Regions from separate parts of the Danio rerio genome. Here region 1 is linked to region 2. Evidence: chromatin contacts called from public Hi-C data. All regions are on one chromosome and are shown on one strand. Each heading gives the region's core, a stretch centred on a gene start, on an enhancer-like site or on the middle of the called end of the contact. The rest is flanking DNA. Distances are from core to core; before and after follow the strand shown. Region 1 holds the start of ccdc9 (coiled-coil domain containing 9). Region 2 holds the start of slc13a5b (solute carrier family 13 member 5b).

What was found. Hi-C and Micro-C count contacts between places; a contact is called where the count stands out from the background.
Region 1: a Hi-C map of hematopoietic stem cells shows a contact between it and region 2, with 2.8 times the contacts expected there. The contact joins the promoter of ccdc9 here to the promoter of slc13a5b in region 2. A contact is called at or near these places in 4 of 18 Hi-C or Micro-C datasets (caudal fin, embryo, hematopoietic stem cells and 1 more) and 1 of 4 datasets of contacts at active chromatin or transcription factors (embryo).

What each region holds. Positions count from the first base shown.
Region 1 is chr15:29,426,687-29,430,581 of GRCz12tu, forward strand. It overlaps ccdc9 (coiled-coil domain containing 9), which reads right to left and starts at 2,566. Exons shown (of 15, transcript NM_001075106.2): 1 at 2,466-2,566; 2 at 1,976-2,011; 3 at 89-193. The coding sequence starts at 1,978.
Region 2 is chr15:29,046,070-29,049,726 of GRCz12tu, forward strand. It overlaps slc13a5b (solute carrier family 13 member 5b), which reads left to right and starts at 2,188. Exons shown (of 13, transcript XM_073923769.1): 1 at 2,188-2,402. wdr81 (WD repeat domain 81) reads right to left here and starts at 2,719. Exons shown (of 12, transcript NM_001424091.1): 1 at 2,490-2,719; 2 at 1-89. The coding sequence starts at 39.

The DNA of each region.
Region 1 (3,895 bases), core at 1,316-3,815, 380 kb after region 2:
GAAAATAAATGATTATTAGCACATTCACACACAAAAAACTAACTGGCGGAGTGGCAGCGGTGTATCAAATTTCAACACCCAAATTCACCTGATATCGCTTAACCAAAGCCTCATTCTTCTTCCGCAGGGCTTCAATTCTTTTGTCCAGTTCCGCATCTTTCTCCTCCTTCGTCTTTAGATCTACCACAGCTGACTGAATGAGAAAGAAGGGAGATGATGGTCAAAGAAATAAATACAGTTTAAACAACGATAAGTTTTAATTTTTTTGGTTAAAAATAATCATTGGGTTTGCATGTTTATGCTCTTGAAACAACTTTGACTAAAATAATCATAATAAAAAAAATAATAATTGATCCAATAATGATAATAAGTGACTAAAAAGACGGTTAACAAAAAAATTATTGGCTCATCATGCTGTGCACAGAAAACCATATATTTTTATATGTTGATGCCAAATTTGATTCAACAGCCATTGTAGAATGGTAAACTTGTTAGTACAAATCTACAGGTTTTTCAAAATGGGTGTAAATAAGATTTCTAAAGAAATTACAAAACCTTTTACAGGACATGATGTTATAAGTTTTATATGCATCAATAATGCAATTTTTTAATCTATGTCATATTAGCTTATGCCTTTGTCTTTTGTATTATTATAATTATTATAAACAGACCTATTCATCCATGGACATAACTACAAATGCAGACACGCCATAAATTGCTCATGAACTTTTACCTTATAAACACTGCTGACAATTTATATATAAATTAGAAATGGAATAATATTTATTTTACTCATTCATTCATTTTCTTTTCGACTAAGTCCCTTTATTAATCTTGGATCACCACAGCGGAATGAACTACCAACTTATCCAGCACATGTTTTACGCAGCGGATGCCTTTCCAGCTGCAACCCATCACTGGGAAAATATTTATATTATATATATTTAAATATAACTTGCTCTCTTATTCTCATATATATATATATATATATATATATATATATATATATATATATATATATATATATATATATATATATATATATATATATATATATATATATATATATATATATACACACACATATATACACACACACACACATATATATATATATATATATATATATATATATATATATATATATATATATATATATATATATATATGTGTGTGTGTGTGTGTGTGTGTGTGTGTGTGTATATATATATATATATATATATATATATATATATATATATATATATATATATACATCAGAAAAGATTCATTGATCAAAATAACATTTATTTGCAGCTCAGACACTACGGCTGCACAATATTTGGTTCCTGTATCGATATCACAATGCATATGTCTGCAATAGTCACATCGCAGTATACACAATGTTGAGTTGGGAATGGGATTATAGTTGATTAGCACAACAGTTTGGAATACATGAGATTTGTGGAGTCATTGCAAAGTATAACCATAACAGAGTGCTTATGTTTTACAACAAAGACATTTCAAGAGAGTTTAAAGCATTCATGCACAAAAATGTACAACATTTGTAACTTTAACAAAAAATAGATTTACTGAATTACTACAATGAAGACCATACAGTTTTATTTAACATTGTATTATAAAATTTATTTACCTGAATAATTGTTCGACTGACTCTCTTACCTTTTCCTCTTCGCTATTGTATTTATTCTTGCTTGCAATTTGTTTTTATTTTTATACATTATTCACACCCTTACAAAATCACCCCAATCAATTTATATTCGAGATTTGTTTTTCAAATTCAGGCCATCTCGTGAAATAGTATTTATATCACAATATATATTGCAAAAAAAATAAAAATATTGTCTTCTCAGATTTTCCAATAACGTTCAGCCCTACCAGACACCAATAACTATCAGAACCCATTTCATTTCTTTACATGGAACACCCATTTCATTATTATTTCAATATCAGAAATGATGATAATGAGCCTCACCATGGCTGCTGGTATGATCTTGAGAAACTCCTAAACCTAAGGAAAAAAGACAAATACAAAATATGACAATACAACAACAGCTATTTTTCCTAATAATTACATGCATGATCACACAAAGATACTATGCACAACACAATTTTACTATAGGTTGGCATCATCATAAACCCTCTTATGAACACACAGACTCTGTAAAGCCCTCCATAAGCGTATTAGTGAACACAACACCATGACCAACCAAGATGAATGTTTGAATACACTGTCAGAGTGTGTTTATAAGAAAGTGACTCTGAAGCGCCAGTGGAGATTATTGCAATGTATCAATAGTTACAATCAAAGCAGCCGCCAAGTTGCCCTGCGCCAAATTCAGCCGAGCTCTCGTCGTTTTTATTTATTTTAAAAAATCTAAAATAACGTTACATTTGAAAATCACTAATAACTCCTGTATGTATAAAAGTATACATTACAGCTCTACAATTAGGCACTGTTTTACCTCTGGTAAGCGCAGCACCCCTTGAAGTGACTTGTAAGGTGCACTCGATCAACGAAGACCGACTATTACTTAATGTACTTCCGCTCACAAAAGCTTCCACTTCCAGATAAGTCATGAAAAGAGGAAGAATTTCAAAATAAAAGTCATAGCGCAGATTTTGAGTAGTTTTATTTCCCACACATTTAAAGTTCAAAAGTAAAATAATTAAATAAATGTTTAAATAAAATGTAATAAATGTTAAAGAAAATGTCTACGCAGTAACAGACGTACTAAAGTCTCATAGCCGCAGAAAAATGCATAAAATGTACATTTGTAGCTAATGATGTTAGAAATTCATTTTACTAAAGTTAAATGGAAACAAAAGAATTAATGAATAAATTCAGTTTAAAGTAATGGTGTTAGAAATGTATTTGAGTAAGATCCTGGGAAAATTGGGTTCTAAAAACTGTGTCTCTTTTAGGCTTACTGCACCATCTGCTGGACAAGGATTCTCAAAGCAGATCCCCATCTGTCCGTGCAAAATTAAATGAACTCATTCAATGGGCCATATGCACAGCTAGTGTTTTTTAGCCAACGGTAAACTTCCGGTGAAAGGTTAATGTGACAGTTTAAAAGTTTATAAGGTTCCTTTAACAGTTTTGAAATTATAATGTAATTAACATACTATCAGTTAAATAAATGTAAGAATTCATTTAGTTGTTCAAGCATAAAACAAGATGATAAACCGTGTAACCGTCGTCAGTACCAGCATGCTAGCACATGAACTCCATTCAAGAAGGTAAAATAAAGGTTCATATTTTAAAGTGATAGCAAGGAAAAAATAATTTAGTGCTTCTTGTCCAGTCTGGGACCCACTTTATTTCAAATATCTATTAGATAATATATCTATTTTTTTTAATCAAAACAGATCTTAAACGTGACGGTATTGACAGTTCACCGGAAGTCGCCGGGCTGGCTGAAAATTAAAAGTCTGCATATACCCCAATAACCTAAAAATATTTATCATCACAATAAGCTCTGTATTTATTCTGAATAACAGTAACTTTCAATCACCACGTGACACTGACCTAAGACAAATAAGCACAAAAAAACAAAACATGCTGTAACTTAAATGAATGGCTTAAACCAATATACAGTTGAAAATTTTATTTAGAATAATTGCAAATCACCTTATTTAAATGAAACACAGTCCCCATACGTAAAGGCAGTATTATGTGACCGTTATATATAAATACAACTTAAAGGAGACAAAATCAATTGCTACATTTGTTGTTATGAATCTCTCAGCGAGGTAAAACCCTAAACATTTCCACACACACAAAACAACAATCAAAACCATCTCACCCATGTCAGCCTGCTGTAATACATGCAATACTGTAATATAACAAATGAATAATATAAAATTTTAATAAACGTAATACAACTTCTAA
Region 2 (3,657 bases), core at 938-3,437:
ACCCAGGTCCCTCTCCAAGGCTGGTGCTAGCCACTCCATGATGTATCTCAGTCAATCAGAATGTGGCACTTGTGGGCTCCTATAAGAAGCTAAGAAAATGTCAGAAATGGAATGTAAATGGAAGTAAACTGAAAAACACTATATATATATATATATATATATATATCTGTGTGTGTGTGTGGTGTGTGTATGTATATGTGTATGTATATATGTGTGTGTGTGTGTGTGTGTGTGTGTGTGTGTGTGTGTGTGTGTGTGTGTGTGTGTGTGTGTGTGTGTAGTCAAAATTATTGTTTAACAGAGCAAAAAATTTTTCACAGAATTTCCTATAATTTTTTTCTTCTGAAAAAAAGTCTTATTTATTTTATTTTGGCTACAACAAAAGCAGTTTTACATTTTTTTTTAAATCCAACTCAAGGCCAATATTATTAGCCCCTTAAGCAATATTTTTTTCAGCTGTCTACAAAACAAACCATAGTTATACAATGAATTGACTAATTACACTTATTTGTCTAATTAACCTAGTTAAGCCTTCAAATTGCACTTTAAGCTGAATACTAATATCTAATAAGTATACTAATTATACTAAATATATATTACACTATATATATATATATATATATGTTATTATATATAATTTAATCTAATTCATATAATTTAACATTTTAGGGTTTTACATAAAAACTTTATTTGCATTAGTTTTACTGACTCAGAGAGGAATTTTGTTGCAATGGAAATCTCTAAATCCAACTAAAGCATCCCACTGGCCTCAAGATCTGATGTTATATCTACACTTGTAAAAAATTAAATATTCAATTAGAGGTTCTAGCGAATTCTTATATGTTTGGCAACATTTACTATCATAATTCTCAGTTATTAATGTACTTCCTGGGAACTAATGTGACTTATCTTGAATGTAACTGTAATTTCCCGTTTTTTTTTTTCTTTCTCTGTCCAGACTGCAATGCTTAGTCTATGTTAGCTTACCATTGTAGGATGGCACAGCACTATGCCTGATTGTATCACCCATTATGGTTGTCTATTTATCATTTTATTTTATTTTATTATCTATTTTTATGTTATTTTTATTTCCCTACTCTTATTTTATATAATTTTGCTGTTTTTTTCTATTATTATTATTCTTTTAATAATATTTTATTATTATTACTGTCGATATACTAGGTAGAGTATTTAGGGTTTGTTGAAGTGGGTTTAAAAAGATTATCCATGTGTAAACAACGACATCTGTACATGGGAAAAAATAAGAGGAGAAAAAAACATTTTTTGCTGCTATTTAATTGACAACATAGTCTCTATTTACCTAGGACTAACTAAAAAATCCCATTGTATTTACATTCTGTGGTACTGTAGTTGCTTTTATGACTGTCTACAATTGTCTTCATTTGTTGTTCACTTTAAAAAAAGGCTTGTGGCAAATAATTTTTAATGTCTATAAAAACAATACTATTTATACATACAGTTAAAGTCAGAATTATTAAACATCCTGAATTATTAGCCCCCCTGTTTATTTTTTCACCTAATTTCTGTTTAATTGAGAGAATTTTTTTCAACTTATTTCTAAGCATAATAGTTTTATTATGTTCTATTATTCACTAATTTCTAATAAACTATTTCTTTTCTCTTTGCCATGATGACAGCAAATAATATTTTACTAGATATTTTTCAAGACACTTCTATACAGCTTGCAGTGACATTTAAAGGCATAACTAGGTTAATTAGGTTAACTAGTAGGCAGGTTAGGGTAATTAGGCAAGTTACTGTATAATGATGGTTTGTTCTGCAGACTATTGAAAAAAACAACAGCTTTTATTCTAGCCAAAATAAAAATAAGACTTTCTCCATAAGAACAAATATGACATACTGTGAAAATTTCCTTGCTCAATATGGCAAATATTTAAAAAAAGGAAAAAAAGTCAAAGGGGGACTAATAATTTTGACTTCAACTGCGCGCGCACACACACACACACACACACACACACACAATGCAGAATATGCATTGTCTTAAAAATATGGTTGTTGTGTGCCCATTTGTACACACAGGAGAAGCATACAGATCAAATCATCTCCAGTCTAGCAACAACTAATGATTTGTCGAGGACACTGATGTCATCACACAAAATGTCATGCATTACCCCGTGACTGATCTCCGCCACACAGCAAAATCACGTACTTAGTTATATCCAGAACATAAGCATACAAAACACAAGCTTCTAGAAATAACGAGCGATAAAATGTGTCGCTAATTTCTGCAACATTTTAGTTCCTCTCAACCTCTGACCAGAGAATAAGGAAATAGTGCACTTCTGCCAGTTCTCGACTGTTAACTTACAAACACAACAGAGCGCTACTCTACGCATTAAACCACAGCCTGTCAGGTTAATGTAAGTAACGTTAGATATATACTACCGTTAAGCAAACACTGGGATAAGAGGAAATCAGTCCATCTAGCTGTTGTTGTTGCTGCTCACCTCTGCACTGTTTGCTGCTTGTCAGCAACTGATCACTGGAACAGCTGCCATCGCGGTGCCCAGTTCCAGGTTCGCGGCATGTATCAAATGTATTTCCAGTGCTTTATGAACTACCATAACAGCACAATAATTTCCTAAGAAGTCGAGAATATTTTGTTGTCTTGAGAAGCCATGGTGTTGAGTTCAGAGCCTCACGTGACTCTCATCTCGGTGTGCGTGCGCTCGCAAACCGTGTGATTCTCAACTGTGTCATAATACAAGTCACCTCACATTACAGGAAATTAAATAAATAAAGCAAATAAACAATAAATATTTCAATATGAGATTCAAAACATAATTTGTGTGTTATTGTCACAATTTCAAGAGACGGCACAATATTCTTACTGGTTTTGGTGAAACTATAGCGTTTCATGCAAGTATGCGCTAGAATATATGTGTGTCACCAAAATTATAAAACAATTATATGCTCGGTGAAGTCAGTGAAAAAAATAGTTAATTAGTGAAATGTGAAGAACACGACCGACGTTTTTTTTTTTTTTTTTAGCAAAAATCACACGAAACACTTTTAGCAAATGTCACATTTGTTACGAATTGGCTTTTTTGTGGAAAATATTTCCATTCAGTCTTTCGAATGTGCAGTGCTATCTCCTCTTAAAGTAAACAACTTTAAATAAATAATTTTTCATTATTTGAATCTGAAAAATGCAAAACCTTATCTTGCATTAATGCTCGCGGGCGCCCTCTAGCCTGACACGTTTGGGGTGTTTTACTAATCTAAAGTAAGAGCTGTAGAGGTGAGGACCTAAATGCAGGAGAATCGCTGAAGATAGTTAGGGCTGTTGGCATCCACACAGCCAATAGCACAGTGAAGTATTTTTAGTTGTATCCATTTTGCAGTTTGGCACAGTATATGTTGATTTTATGCTAGACTTGTTGCCTACAGAACTCCACCAGAGGGCGTCCTGCTACTCATTCTGTTGCAGATCAAGCAGTCAGTGAGCAGTTCTGACGTTCTACAGCAGAGAGCACTATAAATGGTCCTAGACTAAGGGGGCTTTGAAACTGCAGTTTAGCTTCAACTTGACTCTACATTAAACAGTTGAAGTCAGAATTAATAGCCCCCCTTTGATTTTTTTCTTTTTTAAATATTTTCCAAATTATGTTTAAC